Regions from separate parts of the Arachis hypogaea genome. Here region 2 is linked to region 1. A link is a contact called in public Hi-C data. All regions are on one chromosome and are shown on one strand. The core of a region is the stretch at or near the end of the contact, and the rest is flanking DNA. Distances in the headings are between cores, read along the strand shown.

Region 1 (6,323 bases), core at 362-2,861:
ATATAACAAAACAATCAAAACACGAATCATACAATCACTAATTGCAAATTTTTTCTTCATAAGAACAGAACAATGAAAACATGAAGCATATAATAAATCAAAAGATCACCAATTGCAAATCTTTTAATAAAAACAGAAGTTAGAACAGTGAAAAATGAAGAAAGATTAGTAGTTTTCAACCCAATTTTAACAAAGCTCATCACAATGATTAACAACAACAAAAAAAGCAACGAAGGAACAGTGAATCAATAACATAGGCAGTACAAATTCAAGAAACTTTAATAAAATTTAACTACAGAAACAGACAGTAAAGCAGTAATAGAGTTATCAATTTAAAATTTATCATCAAATACATTTAGTGAGCAAAACCAATCAACCAAGTACTGACTGGGCATTCGGGAAAAAAAAATCAAAAGAACATTTAAATCACAGCAAAAACACAACAACAATAGGAACATTTAAAACAAAGAAACCCAAAAAAAAAAAATCTAAAAATCACCATTGCTGAAAACAATGATTTGATCCGTGTATGCTCAAAGAATTAAAAGCTATGCTTACAGGAAAGTTAAGAATACCAAAACCAAAGAACCTTCAATCACAGCTTAAATCAAGATCAGAAAATCACAACCAAAAAAAAAAATTAAAAGTAACAGAAGAACAACAGAACAACAGCATAAGAACAATTAGCAAATTAACAAATTCAAAATAACAGTTAAAATTGACCAGAAGAACACTAATGCAAGTGGAATCATCATGCTAATATGTTTTCTGCGAAGATGCTATTTGTGCAGCTAAAATTTCCTAATTACTAAGATCCAATTATTCTAATTTCACATGCAATCAACTTACTAAGTTTCTAAAAGCTAGAAATTATAAAACCAACCAGAAATATGGTTAAAGCATTTCATCAAACATGTTCAGTGCCGTAAAATTAAAACAAAATAAGAGATTTCAAAGCTTAATATCAATGTGATAGAGAAGAGAACATAACTATTGTAACTTTAATTCAGTCTATGAAATAATCCAAACCACTGCCAAATCAAATAGTTACTTATTGTAATAGAAATCAGAAGTTGCAGAGTTTGAAGCAGAGTATTGGTGTTGTGTGAGTGTATTGTCTGGTGGCGGGTTTAGGGAACTCACGGCGGCGACAAAAGAGAGCAGTTCGACGGCTAGGTGGAGCGCGCGGGTTGGTCGCAGTGTTTGAAGCAGAGCAACGTGGCTTCCAAACGAACACGAATGCGAACTCGAACGGTGAACGGGGAGTGAACGCGAACAGTGAACGCCGAGCGAACGTGAACGGCGAAGAACGCTAACGAAGACGACAGCTGAACGAAGACGCGAACGTGAACGGCAAACAAACGGCGACGGAAGCGCGGCTGAGCAGACAAAGACGACGGACGCGAGCTCGAGGAAGCAGCCGCGATCGGTGACAGCGAACAGGGTTGAAGACTTGGATCACGAGGGAAGCTAGATAGACGGACGGATGGCGAACTTTGAGTGCGACGGACGCGGCAGTATGCCGCTCCTTGCGGCGGTGGTGTAGGCTTACAGTGCTAGGGTTTTTTGGCTGGGGTTGTGTGATTTGATTTCTTTCTGAAATCTGAATACACGAAAGAAAGGGGGAAGGGAGAAAGAAACGGAGGAGCTTCCGTTTTGTGTAAACCGGGCGGGTTCCGGTTCGGTCCAACTTTTCGGTTCTTATTCGGTTCAACGGTTTTTCATCGGTTTTCTAAATGACGGTTTTACATGTCTGACCGAATCGCTAATGTTATCGGATTGCGGTTGAATCGGTCTGATCAGCCGATTTGGTCCGATTTTTAGAACATTAATTTTAGCATTTGATTGATTCGTTTTTTGTGTCGGTTCACGGTTCAACCGGTTCGATCAGCCGGTTTGAACCGATTTTCAGAATACTTGGTTATTGGTGTTAGTAATGTCAATCTAAAGATTTAATTTTTTTTTCAACACTCAAAATTTTTTTCTCTTCTTAGTTACAAAATTAAAATTCTAAGTCTCAATTTGTAAGGATAGACCGAGCTAAATTTGGAGAGACTATAGTTAGTTTCAAAGAGAGAATATCAAGCGGTCGAAAGATGAATTCACTAACATCGAATGCGAATTTTAGTTTTGTCAAAAATTTAATTGCGAGGGAAAAAAAAGAGAAAAAGGTCGGAGGTATTTTTTACAAATTAAATATGGTGTTGATAACATCTGACACATTAATAAATTTTGAAAAAAGTTTCATTCGTTGTCTATTATAGACAGTAAGTAGAAAAAATATTTGTTAAAAATTGTAATTTTGATTTTAAAAGTTGTCCAACAATGATGCGTATTGTTTGGTTTTCTTACTGCAAAGTCAGGATTGCAAATATTTTGTTTTGATAGATGAAATTGATGGTAGGTAGAAAGGTTTGGCTAGAATTTTAATTGAAATGAACAATGATTAAACATTTTCTACTCATGATGTAGTGAAAAATGTAATCAGAATGGAAGATGACCATGCAGTCAAGTTGAAATTCATTATAAAGATAGAGAAGCTTGAAGGAAAAATTAAAACTATCAGAATGTGGGTTATGTGTATTGTTGTTTATCTATTATTATGTTTCATTTTCACTATATACTCATTATTGAAGTATGTAAAATTAAGTAGAATTGAGTAACAATAGTGGTCTGATGTTTAGGATTTATTAACTTCAAACTTTTGGATGTAATGAAATCAAGTTGTTGTTAATTCTGTTCTTGCAATATTGTATATGAAGTGTTAATTTCACTGCTATGTGAAGTTTTTTTTTGTTAAAAATTTCCAAATCCTACAAGAAAGTATGGATTCGAACTTCTCACTTTTATAGCCATGTATGAACTTAAAAACATATAAGAATTTGATACTGTTCGAATATAATAGACAAAACACAAGTAAAATTCTCTCAAATAAAATTTTAACATTAAGCTAATGTTAGTACCAAGAAGCCAAAGGGCATATATCAGTTTGACAGGTAGGGGCGTAGTTTAGTGTAGTTGAAGGGGGACAATGGCCCCTAAACTAATAAATTTTACTTACGAAATCTTTTATTTTAATGGTTTGGCCCCTCCCTAATTTTATCTTTTACCTTATATTTACTTGTGTTTTCTATGTTGGTCTTCTCTTAAAAGAAGTTCTAGCTTCGTCCTTGTTGACAGGTACAACTAAGTTAATTATAACCACATAAGTATCAATATCAGCATCATCACATGCTTTATACATCAGGATCCTAATACCAAAAGATTAAAATAAGTAATAAGATAGTGTAGCAACACATAGTCTATATAATATCCATAGTAATCTATCAAAACCACAAAAAATCTTAATCTTGTTGCTCAAATCTATGTTTAAAATAGGAGAAAATTAATATGAATTGGATCCTAATTAAAGATGGAATTGCTACTGTCACTTGATGTTCCATTTGCTGGTGCTCTTGTTTTTTAGGTTGGCATAAATTGCATGAACCTTATAGTAGTTCCAGCACTAGCATCCATTATAGTGTCTTGGCTCACACTAGGCCTTATTAAGGAGTTGCTCATTAAGAAAACTTGATATTGTTTAGAAGAGTTGGTGGAGGTCTCTTTGTGTTTCTTTTGAGGACTTCTTGATATTAGGTAGCCTAATGTATGTTAGAGGTCTAATTAGAAGTAGCCTAATTGTTGTTAATTGTCCTAGAGGTTGCATCATTAGAGGTGGAATAATGGGTGCCACCTGTTTACAAAGAATTTAAATTCAAGCAATAAAAATTGTATAATTTAAATCACAGTAATTCAACCAAAATGCTAAATTGTGTAAGTTTGTGTTAGGGTGTGGTGAAAATGCAATACATGTTCTGTGGTCTGTTGCGTTAGTGCTGGGATGTGTTATGGCTCTACTGCACAATAAAGTTTTCACTTGGTAGCTTTGTGGATGAGTTCTATGTGCACAATAAACCTGCTATGGGCAGTTTTCGTCATAACATATGGCTTTTGCATGCTTTGGATCAATTTATGGGAAGAAAACACTCCTTCCAATAGCAATGTTATACTTTCTAACTGCTTTCTTAAATGAAGCCAACATCTCAAACTCCATTCCAACCTCCTGTCTCACTTGTCCAATAGGAGCATCGAAATTGCCTTGTGGGTATGCTGTCGACTGGTCATCATCTGATTCACTTCCAATACTATCACAACCTTCAGACTCATAATAGTGGATTACAGGATCATCATCTGAATATTCCTCCTCATCAACCGGCACAAAGATACGGGGAGTTTTGGTTGGATCCGGGTTTTGCATAAAGCTTTGACCTGTAGGTGGAGATCTCTTGACATTTCTCACTCTTCTCTTGCTCCTACCCATTTCCTCTTCTTCTTGTGTTTCGTCTGGCTGTGCTTGAGGCTGAACTTGGGGCACTGAATCTGACCTGAAGTTGAAGCAGACCTAGGTTGGTGTTGTGGGTCAATGAGTGGTTGAGGGACATATTGTGTAAGTAGCTCACCAGTTTCACTACCAGTGATTGGTGCATCATTCTGGGCTGCTGTAGATTCTTTAGAATTGGGTCTACTCATTATTGGATTTGTTTGATTTTGAAAAGGACTTTTAGAGGGTTAGAAAAGGAATTTAGTGAGCTGAGAAAGGGGTACAGTGGGATGGGACACGGGTTTAGTGGGCTGGGAAAGTGACTGATTAGACTTGGGCATAGATTTTTGGGATGGGAGTGGAATATATTGGGTTGGCAGATTCGAAATTGGGCTTCCATCTCAGCTTCACCCTTCTTCTCAACTATGCTCTCCTTCAGCCAAAACGGGTAAATCAATTGAATGCTCAGTGAAGACATCCACTCATCTACCGTTACTAATGGCAGCTTCATACATACAAACAATATCACTACCAGACCTCAGGAACCTTAACCCATCTTGAAGTTGCCTGTCAGGTTTGAGCCAATAGAACTCAATGATAAGAGAGTACTCAAGTATTGTTAAAATTAAAGGGTTTTTTTTTTTAATATTTTGATAATATTTTTTATTTTTTAAATTAAAAAGCGTCAGTAAATAATAAAAAAATATTACTTTAATTTTTAGTAATATTTTTTAAAATACTATAATTATCGTAATCATGGTAGCATAGCCGTTTTAGAATACACCATTTATTTTATAGTTATTTCAATTTACCTAAACATGTAAACTCATTGTCGAAAAAAGTAAAATAATAATTTTTTTAGTTATTCTGATTAATTGTGTTGAGAAAAGATTGGTGATTTTTATTTTTAGAGTAAATAATAAATAGGTCATTGATTTTTTATCTCAAAAATAAATAAGTTTTTGACTAATTAAAAATATAATTTTTTTTTTCTAAAATGTGAGACATTTAAATTCTTCCGAAGGATCGATTTGTCCTTGTATATTTTAGACGGAAGAACTTAAATATATTGTATTTTAGAAGGTTAGAGACATTTCTGTATTTTCAATTAATTAAAAACTTATGTGTCTTCGAATTAAAAAGTTAAAAACTTATTTATCTTTTTCTCTTATTTTTTAATGGTTCTCATGTCATTGCTAGTTAATCCCAATTTGCTTCATTAATCATATAAATTCACCTGAGATTGAAATTGAATATTGGATTGAAATTCATGGACCACTAATGAATTTTGAATGTAATAGGTACTAATATTGAGTAAAATTTTACCCTAACTCTTAACTATTTCACTAACTTTCATTTCGCCCCTCATCAATTGAAAAATGACATTGCAGCTCCTAACGATTAACTTCGTCAGATATTTTATTACTTCTGTTAATGTCTCTGTTTAGAACTAACAAAATTTGTCTACATGTCACGTTAGCTGATGACGTGTCAAGGAACCATTCCAAGGGACAAAAAGACTTTTATCGTGTCAGCAATATATCCCCTAACTAATTTAAACATAGACACTTAAAACCCTAACTAATTCAAACATAGAGATATAAATTCATAATGAACCATGAAGTAGGACAAGTATCCCTAAATTTCAACAAGTCATTGTATTTGCTGCACTGGTTGCTGGCCTTGATTGGCGGCAGCCTCAGCTCCTTGCTCCTCCTTCTCTTTCTTTTTCTTTATAAAGTGCTGATATGAACGCAGTAAAAACTACCTCATCAAGTTCAATACCTTTCAATTATTTTCTTTTTTATCTCCAATACGAATTTCATGTCCCTATCTTTGCAATGTTCATTTATTAGTGTTGTGAACGTGATCTTATTAGATTTTAAACCTCTCTTTCTCATCTTATTCACAAGTTTCCTAATTTCCTGCAAATCGCAGATCTAGCAAAGGCTATTGATTATTT
Region 2 (6,691 bases), core at 4,103-6,602, 150 kb before region 1:
CTAACTTTCGACGGCCGTTTTTGTCAGCATGCGCAGCTACTGCAGCATACGATATACCTTTGCACAATTTTAACTGAATGAAAATAATTCAATTTAATAATTGCTGCCGGAAACAGAATGCACATAACATGTTTGAAGTATGATTTTCTAAAAATAGAAATAAAAAATAAAAGAAAAAGAGAAACAACCTTATCAAGCAGAATATCTAGAAGTGTTGCATCAGGAATAGACAATGAAGCAGTTATCTTTGAACATGCCCAGTGCATTATCACCACCTCCTACAGGAACCAATATAAACATCAAACTCACTACTATACTAGTAGAAGACTATTAACCTATTATTCAGGAAAAAAAAATACAATGTATATGCTCTTACTTGATTCATTCCAAGATATTCTGATATCCGCAGTGCAAGCAGATGTCGGTGAGCATTAATCAGCCGCCCAATCAGAACAGATGGTGAAAGCAACTGACATGACAATAGGCATATTCAGTAAAATGTCAACAAATGCAACTTTATCAGATTGGGAAATAGGCAAGTAAATCTTAGAAACCTTATACTGCTGAATGCTAAGAGGAATGCCGATCTCGGGGCTGCGAACTGCATTCAAGACTCGTAGAATTTTACACATCTCTTGGATACGATCACGTTGGAAATTACTGTCAAAGTCAACTGGATATCATTACCGAGAGCAAATATCAGAAAATATGCTGATCCATCTTAAGATCTTAATGAAAAACAGTGTATTCAATTTGACAAAACTTCCCTTTTATCAGATTTTTATCAGTAAATACAGAAATTCCAAACCAAACTCACCTACAAAAGGCTTGACCATAGCTAGCAGCCCTTAATAGAGTACGTTGGCGTGAAACATCAAATTCATGACCTGAAGCATCAACACATGCTTCAACTGCCTCGGGAAGGGATGGTTTTATCAATCTCAAATTTTCATCTGCCTGGGGGATAATAAAAAGATCAGAAGCATGAACTAATTTTGATTCCATAATATATTGCAAATTAAGTCCCACTTTAAATAAAATTATATAATATAAGTTTGAATATGCATTCAATCTAGCTTATGTTACAGAAACATACGAAATAGAATCACAATGCCCAACAGAACATAAGCTTATTAAGAATATTTGTAGGACACATTGATAATTCAACAGATATAAAGTATTGGTAAGAAGTGGCCATTCATGAATTTCTCAAGGTCCAATCATAAGTTCATAGGTTCCAAGTACCAACAAATTAATTGCTTTAGCTACTAATTATTAATTAAGTTCCTTGGTTAGATTCTTCAAAATGATTTTATAAAGATAATATGTTGAATGAAATAAAATAAAACTAATGGTTTTATCTGATGAAAATTTAAATAGGGCTCTACAGAAAAAGTAAATTGTACTAACAATCCTCTCTCTCTCTCTCTCTCTCTCTCTCTCTCTCTCTCTCTCTCTCTCTCTCTCTCTCTCTCTCTCTCTCTCTCTCACACACACACACACACACACACACACACACACACACACACACACACACACACACACAGAGACTCTCTGAACTGACTGAAATCTTTCCCCACTCCCTATTTATAATGGTACTCTAAATTTTGCATCCGAAAACTTAAGTAGGCACTGAGTAGAAATTTCAATTTGAGCAATAACACATAATAAGCAAACATGGCACCTCACAATTCTAGAAATGTTTGCTACGGGTACAAGCAAACCTTAGGATATAATGAGTGAATAAGAATCCTGATGAAGTTAATCATGCAACAGTAAAAGAACAGCACAAAGAAAATTCCCCTACCTTTGCACTTCGTCTATCAAAATGATCCAAGGCATCATATAGTAAAGCTGCAGGAGATGTACTTCCAATTGTGAAGATTGAAACAGTGGAATCTGGAACCCGTTGTAGAAATTCCATACTCGTGTTGGACAATATCCTCACTCCATCACACTCAGGTATAAGAATTATAGGTTCATCATAGAAGTAGTGGACCGGATCTCCATCGGGACCCATCATTAAAAGCATATCATCCCAATAAAGCAGCACAGCGTCCATTCCACACCAAGCAATCTGCTCTGGAGGAAGAGAGGACTGCACACATGAAAGCAATTATTGAGACAAGGGCACAATTAAGCTACCGCTCCAACCCTAACAAGTTTACGTATAACTCATTAAAGATTCAATACACTTCTTTTCTGTTACCTAGACATAGCACCATTATCATTTTAGAAAGCTTAAAATTATTGTTAATTTCTACATCATTTACAAAATCACACTTCTCCGGCATCATGATGCTCAAATATTTACAAAAATAAAATGAGAATAACAAGCAAATCAATGTTAATACAAAACCAACAAAAAGTAACCCTCCTACTTCCCTACACTTCAGCTTCAAAATTCACAATTCTCAAAACTACACAACGCTCAAAACCACCTATCACAGCACAACAAAACAGTAAACAGTCAAACTTATACAAATCAGGAGGGGGGAAAAAGCATCTACCTTGTGTATTAGTCTTACTCTTGCATATTAGTTCTTGTTAGTGCTTGACGAAGACACATATGCCCCCTAAATTAACTACTATGAACCACATATTGTAGTTGAAAAAGCTGATGCTTCCAAACTTTCAATTATCAACGACGAATTCCAATTATTAAAGAGGAAAAAGGAACTACCTCGCACTCCCTTTCGATGATGATGCCGGTCAAGTCCGAGGTAGTAACCAAGAGCCTCCCATCGTGCGTGAACGAAGCAAGCCACTTGCCGTCACGGGACACAACCATCTTCTGCAGCGGCCCCCGGAGCAAACCCTCCCCGAGCCGCTGCACGCCGTCCTCCTCCACAACAAGCACCACAGGATCGTCAGCAACTCCGAGAAGCACCTCGACGTTTCCAGACATGGTGTACTGTGGTTCGATCACGGCGATGCACCGCGGCGGCTCCTCGATCATCGGATCGGCGAGGGGGACGGGCTTAGGGTTCCGAAAATCGGGAATACAGAAGAGCTGATTCTGCTCAGTGATGCAGACAACGCCGTTTCCCCAGAAAACGCAATCGGCAACGTTCTGCTCGAAGCATTCCTTGCCCATGGAGATGTTAGGTTCGACGAGTTGGGCGTGGAGGTCGTAACGGTAGATGGTACCGTCTTGAACGACGCAGACGAGGGTGAGATCATCGGTCCAAGACATTCCGATGAGGCGGCCGCCCGGGTGGCGCCAGACGGCGTCGGCGAGGGGATGACCAGCGGAGTTGAAGAGGCGGAGCTTGCGGAGGGCGGACTCAGCGTGTAGCTGGACGATCTTGGAGTCGTCACGGATGACGGCGACAGGGCCGCCGAATGGGGCGGCAGCGACCTTGTGGCGGGCGAGGTCCACGTGTTTCCACCTCATTGGGTAGAGCTCTGGCTTGCGGTAGTAGCGGTTGTAGAGGAGCTGCCACTCCGCGGCCACTGAGACGTTGGCCATTGCGGGAGAGAGAGTGAAAGTGGGGAGGTTGCGGGCTATCGGGCTATACCGCTATAGGAAGAGTTTCTGCCTTTCTCGTGACATGTACTTTTTTGGAATGTGAAAAGCTACCAGATACCAATTTTAATTTATATTGACAGGTATTTTTAGTTAGAGTAGGAGTGAAAAAAAAAAAAAAAAGCCAGATTAGTTCATAACTGAATTGGTGATAGAATAAGTTCCTTTATTAGTTCAATTGATGAGTTATTATAGGGATGGCAAAACTCCCGAGACGCGGGGATCCCTGCGGGGACTGCCCCGAATGGGGATCCGACTGTGGGGAATTTTTTCCATGGGGATGGGGACGGGGAACAAAATTCCCCGAGGCAGACGCGGGGACCCGCACTCGGGATCCCCGCGCCCATCCCCGCTAATCCCCGAAGTTCATAAATTTACTAAATTGTTCTTAATAGTTTATTTTTCATATATGTTTTTTAGTCATTTCACACACACACACACACACATATATATATATATAGAAATCCAAAACTCCTAATCCTTATTTGCATAACTCTTCTTCAATTCAGAAATTTCTAACGTTGTCCATACTCCATCCAACCTCTGCAGCCATCCTCTCGCCGCTCTTCCTTTTCACCGTATCGTCACACCTCACCGTGCCATGATTCTCACCGCATCGTGCTCTCTATTTGCGGCGTTCCTTTCCGTAACTTTGTCGTCGTGTCCATTCTCCTCTCTGTTGCCGTGTCTCCCACCTTGTCCACTTCTCTATCCTCTGGCTTTCCGTTGTGTCCCCCGTTGCGTCATTTCGAAAGAAGTCACCATCTTGTTGTTTAGATTTTTTGTATAAAATCTTGTTATTTTTGTATAGAATGGATATTTACACCTCTATTCATATGGAAATTAATAATTAGTTAGAACTATCAGATAGATGGGGAATGGGATCCCCGTGGGGAATGGGGATGGGGAGCAATATTCCCCCACGGCGGGGAATGGGGGTGGGGACGGGGAGTAAATCTGGGGGTGGGGATGGGGAGTAGGGAGGCATCCCCGCTCCCGCCCTGCCCCATTGACATCCCTAAATTATTAGTTGAATCGGCAGAATTAATTTTGTATAAATAGAAAATATAAAATAATTAAAATTTAACAAATTACAATTAACAAATTATAATCCGATTATTATTAAATAAATATATAAAATTTTAATATTTTTCATAATAAAAAATTAAAAAAATTTTATTTTTATTTTTATATTAAAATAATTATTTTTTATTTTAATAATTAACTAATTAGTTTATATTTATTATATTATCAACCAGTGTAGTTTCATGGCAACAGAGATGGCAAAGAGTCCACGGTGGTAGAAGAGGGATGTTCACACTTCACAGTGATCTTCTGGCGACGCGAGGAGAAGTACACACCTTTGAGACATGGTTCTAAAAACTGAATCGAACTGTTCAGTTGGACCGATCCAATCGTAAATCGGATATATTTGCGGTTCGGTTTGAAGGAAAAATCGCAAATTTAAAAGCTGTTTATAAACAGCTGAATCCGTCAGGAACTGGTCGGTCGGATTAAACCGGAATCCTGCTGGTTTTACCTAAGCAACGTCGTTTGAAGTTTAATAGGGAAAAAAACCTTAAAACCTTACCCAACTACCCTTTTTTCTCCTCTTCAACTCAGACTTTAAAGAGCTGCCACCTGAAACCATAACTATTAAACCCGACTCGACCCAGCCGGGCTGAACCACTCATCAAACCGCTTAAGTTTTGAATCCGGTGAAAACCGGTTCGACCCGGACAGAACTTGTAAAACACTGACCCGGCCGGTTCATGTAACCCAGACCGGGTCATTTAAAAAAAAATTGGAAAACGGCGTCGTTCACTATCAACCCCCTCCCTCCGTGGTGCCCTAACCCCAAATGGATGATCACCCACCTCTCTCACCTCTCTCTTCTCTCTGACTCTAGTCTCTTCTCTCGCCACTCTCTCCCTCAAGCTTACTGAGTCTCACCTCTCTCTCACGGCTGGTGTCGTCGACGACATCTCTCTCTCCGGTATCTCGCTTCTCTCGCGGCCGTTTCGGACTCAAGCTCGTCGCGCTCTGTCAGCGTCGTAAGCTTGTCGCGCTCTATCACCGTCGCAAGCTCTGTCGCGCTCTGTCACCATCGTAAGATCGTCTTCCTGCTTCTGCCATCAACGCTTCCTTCGCCCTGAGTTGGTTTCTGGGCAGGTGATTTTCAGCTTCGGCCCTGTTATTTCTCTTTCAATTTCATTGCTGTAAATCATTAGTACATCTTGAATTTGTTGTTGAAAGTTGAGTTTGTTGCTGAAATTATGATTTAGCTAATTTTGTTTTGCTGAATACTAGGGATTTGAAAATTATCATAGTTGAATTTGATGTTGCAAATTATGAATGAGATGAATTTATTGTCGTATGTTGAAATGTTGCTGAACATATCACTGAGCAAAGCTTTTTGTTGCTGGATAACATTATTGAGTTGAATTTTGTTGCTGGATAATATCGCTGAGTTGAGCTGAATTTTCTGTCGTAACTCGTAAGTTCAATTGTTGCTGAACATATCATTGCGCAAAGTTTTTTGTTGCTGGATAACATTATTGAGTTGAATTTTGTTGTTGGATAACATTGCTGAGTTGAGCTGAATTTGTTTTCTTCAGTTCAATTGTTGCTGAGCATATCGCTGGGCAAAGTTTTTTGTTGCTGGATAACATCATTGAGTGGAATTTTGTTGCCGGATAACATCACTGAGTTGAGTTGAATTTGTTGCTGATTATTATCATTGAACCTTGAATTTATTGTTATGTTGCTTAAAAAATCAATTAGCTAAATATTTTGTTGCCGTAAATCTTTTGTATTTTTTGTTGCTGAGTTGAGTAACAATGCTATGAAAGATATAGATGTAAATCAAAATGAGGGAAATGTTGGTCAAATTCCAAATTTGTCCTATAAAGATATAAATGCTGACTCTGAAATCACCCCTTGGACTTGATTTACCGATTGTGTTATATTCTCGCCCACTCTTGTTCATTTGAATTGAAAAAGTATTTTGTTCTAGAGACTAGATTATTATCTCTTTTTGCATCATTAGTTATGTCGGAGAATTGATATTTGATTATTATTTTTGTAAAGACTTGCATTTTAGGTTTTAACACATGTTTTTAATTTTATTTATATAATTTTATATATTTTTAATTATGACCG

Evidence for each region. A called contact is a pair of places that touch in the nucleus more often than the background predicts.
Region 2: a Hi-C map of leaf shows a contact between it and region 1, with 6 times the contacts expected there. The contact joins the promoter of LOC112782790 here to the promoter of LOC112783218 in region 1. A contact is called at or near these places in 3 of 8 Hi-C or Micro-C datasets (leaf and an unstated tissue).

Annotation. Positions count from the first base shown.
Region 1 is chr20:11,894,050-11,900,372 of arahy.Tifrunner.gnm2.J5K5, reverse strand. It overlaps LOC112783218, which reads right to left and starts at 1,611. Exons shown (of 13, transcript XM_025826035.3): 1 at 1,144-1,611.
Region 2 is chr20:12,052,098-12,058,788 of arahy.Tifrunner.gnm2.J5K5, reverse strand. It overlaps LOC112782790 (deoxyuridine 5'-triphosphate nucleotidohydrolase), which reads left to right and starts at 5,352. Exons shown (of 4, transcript XM_025825389.3): 1 at 5,352-5,701. LOC112782762 (protein VACUOLELESS1) reads right to left here and starts at 3,586. Exons shown (of 16, transcript XM_025825326.3): 1 at 2,684-3,586; 2 at 1,808-2,098; 3 at 818-957; 4 at 555-660; 5 at 377-469; 6 at 189-278; 7 at 1-73. The coding sequence starts at 3,472.